Linked DNA regions of Zea mays: all the other regions are linked to region 1. The links are chromatin contacts, called in public Hi-C maps. All regions are on one chromosome and are shown on one strand. The core of a region is the stretch at or near the end of the contact, and the rest is flanking DNA. Distances in the headings are between cores, read along the strand shown.

Region 1 (3,204 bases), core at 402-2,901:
ACAATAAAAATGGCTAGATCGTAAGAAGGCCATGTATCCTACCTTCGTTCTCGTAAATAGTAGAGGAGTAAAGCATGCCAGAGCAGAACATGGTGTAAACAGGCTTCGATGGCGAGGTCATCACGATGCTGGTTTTAGGTTCGGACGAGTGTACGACATCGATAGCACGACGAGATTGAGCATGGACGTCGATAAACTTGTTGCTGGGCACTAGCAGGCGCACGAGCGACATCATGGGGCGAGCAGTTGCAACGGCGTCAAGCAACGATGAGCTAGGTGACGAGATCTGAAAGCGATGAAGAATGACTTAGCTTGGCGAGAAGATGATGCGGCGGCGTGTAGCGTGCCTGGATAGAACGGAGAGCAGGCAGGGATTGAAGATAATCTGACGTATGAGCCTGAAAAACTTGGTGCTCACTATAGGGCAAATGTTCATTCTCACTTTTTCCCTCTAGAGAGTCGATTGACAATTCAAATTCTTTATCTCGCTATACGGCGAAAGTCCATTTTTTTTGGCATGAAATCATCCCATTTCGCTAATAAAAAAGGCTTGAGGACCAAAATCCCGGGATTCTATACTTGAAAGAGAAGAGAAGTGGGTCCACGCACAGAGTGAAATGAGGAGGGGAATAAAGAATAGGCTAGATCGGCGAGGTGAGCGGTCGTTCATTTTTTATTTTCTTTCCTTAGTTTTTTATACTAAAAAATTATAAATATCCAAAAATATTATTAACATAAACAAAATACATGTTTTTTTAGAAAACATTATTGAATGGAAATTCTATTATTTTAAATAAAAGATCTTAAGACAAGGGTAATAAAATTAAAATGGGATTCTCGCAAACACTTATAAACAAAACTAGTAAAATATTGAAATGTATATTTTAACAACTCATTATTATTTTAAAATGAGATTTTCTCACCAAATTAAATCCAAAAAAATTGGATACATCAAATAAAATTTAAGCCTTGGCATGAGTACATCAAACACTTGATAAAATTTTATTTATTCAAGAACTTATTCTATTTTATATTGCCATTTTCATTATTTAAAAGTAAAATATTTTCCATTATGCTAGAGATTAATAAATTAACTGGATTGCTTTTATATGAAGAATTTAGGGTGTTACATCGTTCCTCGCGAGGATCCGTTAAACCTGTATGTGATGATGTTTGATAGTTAATGATAAAAATAAATAATTACTTTGTCAATAGATCACTCATTATACAATTGTGTTCATTTTGATATACACATAATAATTTCTTACATTTAACCATATGTATAAGTGAATTTTTTTTAATTAATAACAAAAGATGAATATCATAATTATAATTTAAACAGGATAGAAATCCGCTTTGGGGATTTAAAATAAAGATGGGAAAAAATGTTCTTCACAAGTATTCGTGTAGATTACCTGCTGGAATTGTTTTTTGTCATAGAGACACCTACGAGGAGCTATTCTCAGATGGTAAGTTCCCAGATGCCAAGCTGTGAGGCTGGTTTTAGGGTTATATTTATCGCGACAGCCACATCGTTGTCATTTTAAATTTTCTCAAATATGTGGGCCCCAGACTCCTCCCGTGCGACGACTGGGCCCACCCCAATGATGAGCCCGAAACGGCAACGCCGAGAGCTCCGGGAGAGAAGAGAACACGCGCGGCACGGGCGCACCGCGCACCCCGACCCCGCACACCGACGACGAAGAGAGGAGAGGAGGCGGAGCTCGAGCCCAACCGCGCAACTCACTTCCCCGTCGCGATTTGCATTGCCCTCCTCTTGGCCCCCGATCTCGCCGTGCCCTACCCCCAGCCTCGCTCCGCCGCCACCAGAGAGATAGCGCCCCCCATTCCCACAATCTAATCCTTCCGTCCCTCGAGGTAAACATCCGCCCACGGCCCACTCGCCCGCCCAACCCGGTTCTCCCTCCACCCTCCAGCAACCTCGCGCCTCAGCGACCCGCCGACCCCATCGCTTGGCTTCGCTTTGGGACTGGGGGTTAGTTGATTGGTCGGTTGATTGATCGATCTAGTGCTCGATCCTCGCAGGAGCCGAGCCCTCCGCGCGGCCGTGGGATGGGGCGGTGACAACACCGGTGAGTGGCGTGGGGCAGGGAGCCGGTGGCGAGGGCATATCATGGTGCAGTGCCTGGACGGGGTGAGGCAGCTGCTCGCGGTCCTGCTCAAGTGCTGCGACGTCGAGCTCAAGCAGCCGCCCGGGCTCGAGGACCCTCAGGTTCTCGCGAGGGAGACCGTCTGTAAGCATGATCTGCTTCCTCTCCCTGGTCGCTGCTTCATTTCGCACGCACGGGGAATGAATTGAATTGACGCCTGCGCCTTGTTCGGTCTGGGTGGCTGAGTGGGCTTTGCCTGTGCTTGTTGTTCCTGCAGTCAGCGTGAGCGAGGTCGAGGCTCTGTACGAGCTGTTCAAGAAGATAAGCAGTGCTGTCATCGATGATGGGCTGATTAACAAGGTCAGTGATGGGTGATTGGTCCACTGTTTAGTTCTTATGTAATCTCTTATTGTTGTGTATGGTATGTGCATTTGTGGGTGATGGTCAATGCCTGAGATATATTAGCTGTTCTTGCTTGTCACCTCTTTGCAGGAGGAGTTTCAGTTGGCACTATTTAAGACCAGCAAGAAGGAGAGCCTGTTCGCAGACCGCGTGAGTCCCTGTTTGTTGTGCATTGTTGATTGCTGTGGGATATTGTATCTGGCACGTTTTAAAGTTCCATTTTTGGGAATTTTGCAAATCGATGAGAATCAGGATTGCTCGATAGTTAATACTGCACAGGCGATGAAAGCTATCAAAAACTTAAGGGTGGGAGGTCAGCAGATAGTTGACTCCTGTACTCTTTCTGATTGCATTGGACTTTTTTTTCTGGGCCTATCAGGGTCCTATTCATATATGTTGCAGTTACCTGTTTTCTATAAGAATCTATTGTTATTTATGCTTCCCAACCAATTGCCGTGCTAAATGACTGCAACTATTAGTTAGTCATGCAAGGATGATATAAACCCTTTATCTAGATTTGGTTTAGGAATTAGGATCCCCTCTTGTGGCTTGCATCAATCCTGGGTCCCATCTCTATTGTCAGCACCATTTTTAGCCAAAATGACAATATCCCAGTTTCGGTTATTGTTTTTCTTATTTATCTTTGTCATTTTATTTATTCATTGTAATTTCTTTGTTCCATATCAACAGA
Region 2 (3,204 bases), core at 461-2,960, 170 kb before region 1:
GCGCGCATTTAATGCGCCGCAGGTAGCCGTTGGCGCCGAAATAGCCGTTGCCCCGCTGTTACACCGAACAGTCCGGTGAATTATAGCGGAGCAGCGAAGTGAAATTCCGAGGCAGGCGAGTTCCGGAGGCCGCTCTTCCTTGGAGCACCGGACATGTCCGGTGTACACCGGACAGTCCGGTGAATTATAGCGGAGTCGCCTCTGGAATTTCCCGAAGGTGACGAGTTTGAAGTCGGAGTCCTCTGGTGCACCGGACATGTCCGGTGGCACACCGGACAGTCCGGTGCGCCAGACCAGAGGTGCCTTCGGTTGTCCCTTTGCTCTTTGGTTGAACCCAATATTTTGTTTTTTTATTGGCTAAGTGTGAACCTTTAGCACCTGTATAACTTGTACACTAGAGCAAACTAGTTAGTCCAATTATTTGTGTTGGGCAATTCAACCACCAAAACTAATTAGGGACTAGGTGAAAGCCTAATTCCCTTTCACTCTCCCTCTCCTACGACCCCGCCACCCCTCCCCCGTGTCACCGACGTCCTTTCCCCCTCACTCGCGCCTCCGCCGTCCACCTCTCTTCCCCTACGTGGGATCGTAGCATTAGCACGGACTATATATATATATATATAGAGAGAGAGAGAGAATATCATAATATAGACTTTGACGTATAAATGCTGAGATATAGAGAACGGTTTTGAGAGAAATGAGGTATTGATGAGGAAATCATTTAGAGTAGGGAGTGCGTGTAGCTTTAGACTGGATACAATGTGAGACGATATCGATTGTTGATCTTTGGTTGGTATTGACCACGTTGGTTCCAACACCTGTCAGTGGCTCTACTGACCAGCCAGTCCGATAATGACTGATTTTAGTGACGTAGTGTGTTGATTGGTCACGCGTGTGCCATATCAGCTAGTTGTTTTTTAACTATTCAAGTCTATTTTTTTAAAAATCCTAAAATAATATATATATATATATATTAGGTTTTATTTATAAACTATTTTAATTTTTTATATTTAAGCTATGCAATTTTATTTAAAAGTATGTTTTATTATTATATTTGAGTTATGCAATTTTTAATTATTGTTAGCAATTATGTAATTTTATTAAAATACAAATACATCTGATTACATAATTAAACGAATAAAATTACTCATTTAATTATTTAATCAGATGTATTTGTGTTTCATATTAACTAAAAGTCTATAAGTAATGTAATGATTTGAGGTGATAATAGATTGGTAATAAAGACTATATTATGGAGTGTTGTGATAGTTAAGGACTGAGATCGGTTATGTGGCCGTAGTGGTGTTGGAATCAGCCTTATATCAATCAAATCACGTGCAACGCCGGAAGGCCCAAGCGTGGTAAAGTTGGCTCAGCCGGAAGGCCCAATTGATGAAGACGGATAAGCTCGGCTCAGGTTAGGCCCCGGCATCGCCGTCGACTAGGCTGGCCCTCCGCCGTCTGCCATGACGAGATCCGCGTCCCCGAGCGTGGACGCTCCACGCCTCCGCCTCCCGGACGCCGGCGAGGTGCGTCCGGCGTCCCTGCTGCACACAACCTGACAACCTACTTCTCTCTTCTATCTACCACAAGATCCTTCCGCCGCCTCCCCCTCCTGACAGAGCAGAGGCAGAGCTGAGGCCCGGCCTGGCCGGGCTTCGGCGGCCCAGCCCAAATAACCCGACGGGTCCGCATCCTGAGCTCCGCCTCCACACACCTTGGCACCTCGCCCTCGCCTCCAGCTCCGCACGTCCCGTCGCCCGCTTCCACCTCCACGCGACGCGACGGCTCGCCTTCACCTCCTCGCCGCCAGACGCGCCCGCCGCCACCCAGCGAGCCGGCAGCCGCCCGCTATCCCAGGCTTCGTTTTCTTGTTGGCTCCGCCACTGTGACAGATGGCTGCGGGGGGCGGGCGGTGCTTGCTCGCCTTGGCGCTCGCCGCCGCTTGGATCTCCGGCGCGGTGGTCGCCGCCTCATCGTCGGGTGAGCAGGTACGTAAGGGGTGGATGGGCGCTCCTGGTTCACGCCAATTTTACTCGTGCGCAGTTTTTGTGCGGAAATTATGATCTTTCGTTGATTCGGATTTGCTAGAGCCGGGGCCGTGATGCGCGTTCATGTATAGTGTCTGGAAAGGGCTACGGAAAGCGTTCGTTTTTAGCTCATGCTGAATTTTACCGTACCTGTAAGCTGTAAGTGTCGATCTATCCCAAGTTCGACTTAAATGTATGTGTAATTGTTTGAGTTGGGTGGCCAGGGTAATTAGCTGTATCTCGTTTTGGGAGGCACCCTGCTTCTGATAATATTTCCGTTCAGATATGGTTGATGTTTATGCGGGTAAGTTTTAATTATGGCATTGCGCAGGAAGGCGGAAGCCGCACACCCGTCAAATGCATGCCCTGCTCTAGAACGTACATTGGTGGTGCACATCTGGACACCTTGACGGGCCAGCTTGCTCAGCGTCGTGACATAGTGGAAATGTCTGATTCTGGTGAATTGTGCAAAGGACTTGCTGATGATGTCGAAGTTCCTATGCTTTCAAAACTACGCCGGCAACTGGTTGGTAAAGGTTCTCACCGCCGTTTAGTCTATTCTGTGGATTTTGGTGCCCATGAAGGTGCTATGGTTAATTTCCTTGATCACTACGATGCCCATCTGGTGATATTTGAAAAACTTCCTGATGGAGTGTTTGCCGACCCATTTGAGCTACAGCATTTTGTTGAGCGCAAAGGTGAAATCTGAATCTGAGATAGACTGTAGAACTGCATTGTTATCTGTATTATGCTAATCTTTTTGGTTGAAAAAATCTTGCAGTTTTCGTTGATGTTGCTGTTTTTGGAGACGCCAACCTTGAACTGCCCACAGCTCTATCCAATGGGTCATCTGTTGAGATCCATTTTGATCTCAGGCGAATCATTTCAATCAACTGTAACCTTGTAATAGAGATGCCTCTCCATGCTAGATACCCGGTAAGTTTCTGTAGAATACCTGTGCAAAAAAAAGGTTCATTGAATTGTTTAGTTCCTGCTATCTACAATTGAACTTGAACATTACTTGTTTTTGCCTTGTAGCCTACTAGCTTAGGATACACTTCTATACTGAAATTCAGTCTGCAAATAGAACATTCAGATTTCCCTACAAATTGATTTGCATGAATCTTTAAAATGTTCAACAACTTGGTGGTGATTAGTGGTACATCATTTCCAG
Region 3 (3,204 bases), core at 302-2,801, 140 kb before region 1:
AGAGGTTAAAGCTGAGCATTGCTTTTATAAGTTGGTCAAAATTTTATTAGCAATTACTAAGTGTAAGTAAATACCAAACCATAATAAATAATAATAGAACAAAATTAACAAATGATCCCATGCAATGCATATGACAAATTGAATTTAAGTTCCATAGATTAATCATCAGGGAGTCCTGAGCTGCTCATGACCGTGAGCTCGGCTAGTATACCAGTTTTACACTCTGCAGAGGTTGTACCCTTTACCCACAGGTCGTGTTTCCCATGTCGCCAGGGTTAGCTAGGCCCATAAACACTACCAAGGTGAATGGCTAGAGATCCACTACGAGGCCTTTACAAAGTTCCACTAGCTTCCGAAAACCCGATACATTTTATGGGAAGAGCACTTGCAAGAATCCCTCGTCTGACTGCCATCGCAGCAAAATCAACCCGAAAACCTCCTTGCATGCAACTCCCCTACTGCCCTTGCCCCTTTCGGGTAAGGTAGTCTTCCACTAGCTTTCCTAATTAGTTAGCCAAGGGGTCCCATTCCTCCCTTGTGGTGGCACGTGTTTCTCAAGTTAAGCTCTATATTCCAATTAACAATAATATAATGATCTTGTCATGAACATAAATAAATAACATAATAACTGGAACATGGATATAATAAATGATTATCCGAAAACCATATAAAGCAATAGCAAACTACCCAAGTGATTCAGGGGTAAACAAGGTAAATGAGATAAACAATCTAGGGTGACCTATCGGGTCCCATCAAAATTAAACCTATGCATGGTAAATGATTATAAAGAACATTATTGTGTAACAAAAGTGGATCAAGGGCACAACTTGCCTGGCACTTGAGAATCCAGGTGACAGGATGAACTTCAGGTGATTCGTAGCTGCACTGCTAGTCGCAAAAATACAAACAAACATGGTATAGACAAAATTAACATCACACCAAACATAGGTACAAATTGAATAATAACAATCTACGCGAAGCTACAAGATCGCGGGATTGAGAACTACTAAGATCGGAGTTACGGATTGTAAGTTATGAATTTCCGAAGGTTTTATGTGTTTGATATGAAATTATTTGGGAGATCAATTTTATTATTGTTTTCATGTCAAAACAGAGACATTAATTGATAAACAATAATCTTACAAAATTATAGGAACTGAAATGGGTCAATTTGGACTTAGTATGAATTTTCTAGGGATTAAACAACTTTCTGCAATTAATCTTATACTGAAAATCCTTTTTCTAAATGAATTTCTTGGTTTTATTAAATGTATGTACTACGCACGAAATAAACAGAAACCCGGGGGGCTCTGCACAAAACAATCCAAGACACAGAGTCCTACCAGAGAGGACTGCGGGTTTATTGAAGTAAACTTGAGGGGCTCTTTTAAAAGACTGCCAGCCGAAGGGGTATTGGACGATCTGAGCCACCCGATCAGAATCAAGGGCCATGATTAGATTCTAAAGGTTGCGAACAGGTATCCGATGCGGACCATCCGATGTAGCCTCTACGGTCACGATTTAAAATAACTGAGCTTCGATCCCAACCGTCCCAAACAAATTAGACGGCCCGGATAAAGCAATTGAACATGTACGGGTTTGATTTAATCCCTACCGTCCAAACTCGGATTGATGGCCCTGAAGATCGTCTTCTTCCTACAACACGTCACGGGAGCGAGACACCGTCTTCTTCCCTGACGCGACACCAGGCGCACAACCAATGGTGTGCCTGACCGCGAGCCTCCCCCTAGTTATCGAATGGCGCCAGCTCCTACGTCAGAGGGGTAGAGGCGAGGGAGATCATGGAGGCGTACCGATTCGACGCGGACGACCGGCCACGTGTCGCGGCAGCATTGCGGTCTTCAACGCACGGCGGAGAGCTCCAGAATCCAGCGCACAAATGCCCTATTCTCGAGACTAACTGGTGATACACGAAGAGCCGACCACTACAAACGCTGTTGAGGGATAGTTACCGGCGATCGGGTAGAGCAGTGGGCCGGCGAAGGCGGTGGCAGAGAAATTTGGTGAGCTCAGCCCGACGCATCAATCGATCCCCAGATCACCAGGTTGTCAGCCCCACAAGGCAAGGACACAATTCGTCATCGGAGCTACGTAGAAGCTCCCACGACTGAGCCAAACGCAGCGGCACCCGATCCTCTCTCTCTATCTCTCTCATGCGACGAGGCTCTCTGCTCCTCGAGGTAACCGCGCGCTATGGCTCCATGGTAGTTCGGCAAAGGGGTGGCACCGCCAAGCTTTATAGGAGGGCAGGAGAGTCTAGATCCGAAAGAAAGGGGGCGCTCCGGTGACTACGGCTGGGTTTGTTGCGTCGATTCGGTCGTAGCGAAAACGAGGACTCTAGCAGGGCGGTCCCACACGATAGCGTGCAGGTCCACGAATTGTGCGGGTCCGAGTCCACGGTTCACGGTGGTGGGTAAGCGTTCGGTTGGGCGAGCGAGATCGACGCAGGCGATTTCGGGATCCCCGACGCTTGATACAGGGAGCGCCCCAGGTAGAAGAAGATTACCCGACAGTATGGGCCCACCCGACAGTGAGCGGATGATGAGGTGAGCGTGCATGAAAGGGACGAGCGAATAGGCTGCGGACCCAAGCGCGAGGAAGAGGCTGACCACTGGGGTCCACCCAGCCAGTGACAACACGGCGCGAGAGAGGAGTCCTGGTGACCAGGGCCCATCAAACAGTGACAGGAGGCGATGGAGATACTGGGCACGCGATTTGGGTCACCCAGGCGTGAGTTGGGCTGAAAGAGGGGAATTCGGCCCATGCGGCTGAGAGAGGGTCTCTCTCCTTATTAATTTTTTTCTTTTCTTTTATATTTTGCATTTCTTTCATCGTTTGAAAGATTTACTATTTGAATTTGAATTTGTTAGTGAGTTTGGGATCAAGTTCTCAAATAAAAGTATTAGCCTGAAATTATATATATTTATTCATATATATATATATATGTGTGTGTATATATATCCTTAATGTATATTGTTTTCCTTTCCTCCATTCATTTTCAAATTCTAATTTTCAAACTTAGACTTGCCTCGCGAATTTAAACACAAATGCACAATTACAAGAACCTGAGCATGAGATGCATATTCCTATATTTATTTATTTGCTATTTGACTACTTTTATTTCCATGATTGAGTATGCATAAAGAAAGAAAGAAAATTCAAGGAGAACTCCCACTTATTTAT

What was found. Hi-C and Micro-C count contacts between places; a contact is called where the count stands out from the background.
Region 2: a contact with region 1 is called in a Hi-C map of bundle sheath, with 2.5 times the contacts expected there. The contact joins the promoter of LOC100275459 here to the promoter of LOC100282538 in region 1. A contact is called at or near these places in 3 of 25 Hi-C or Micro-C datasets (bundle sheath, ear and tassel).
Region 3: a Hi-C map of tassel shows a contact between it and region 1, with 2.1 times the contacts expected there. The contact joins the enhancer-like site here to the promoter of LOC100282538 in region 1. A contact is called at or near these places in 4 of 25 Hi-C or Micro-C datasets (bundle sheath, ear, endosperm and 1 more).

The regions. Positions count from the first base shown.
Region 1 is chr1:171,125,110-171,128,313 of Zm-B73-REFERENCE-NAM-5.0, forward strand. It overlaps LOC100282538, which reads left to right and starts at 1,652. Exons shown (of 9, transcript NM_001155446.2): 1 at 1,652-1,878; 2 at 2,047-2,255; 3 at 2,389-2,471; 4 at 2,604-2,663. The coding sequence starts at 2,135.
Region 2 is chr1:170,951,672-170,954,875 of Zm-B73-REFERENCE-NAM-5.0, forward strand. It overlaps LOC100275459, which reads left to right and starts at 1,711. Exons shown (of 4, transcript NM_001149526.1): 1 at 1,711-1,991; 2 at 2,362-2,728; 3 at 2,812-2,966. The coding sequence starts at 1,896.
Region 3 is chr1:170,986,055-170,989,258 of Zm-B73-REFERENCE-NAM-5.0, forward strand. No RefSeq gene overlaps it. Among protein-coding and RNA genes, the nearest start is that of LOC100275459, 34 kb to the left of the region's middle. Within about 2 kb of position 1,552, at least 19 of the 20 cell types and tissues checked have an H3K27ac peak or open chromatin away from gene starts, as enhancers often do. A contact at or near this core is called in bundle sheath, ear, endosperm and 1 more, where this site is marked.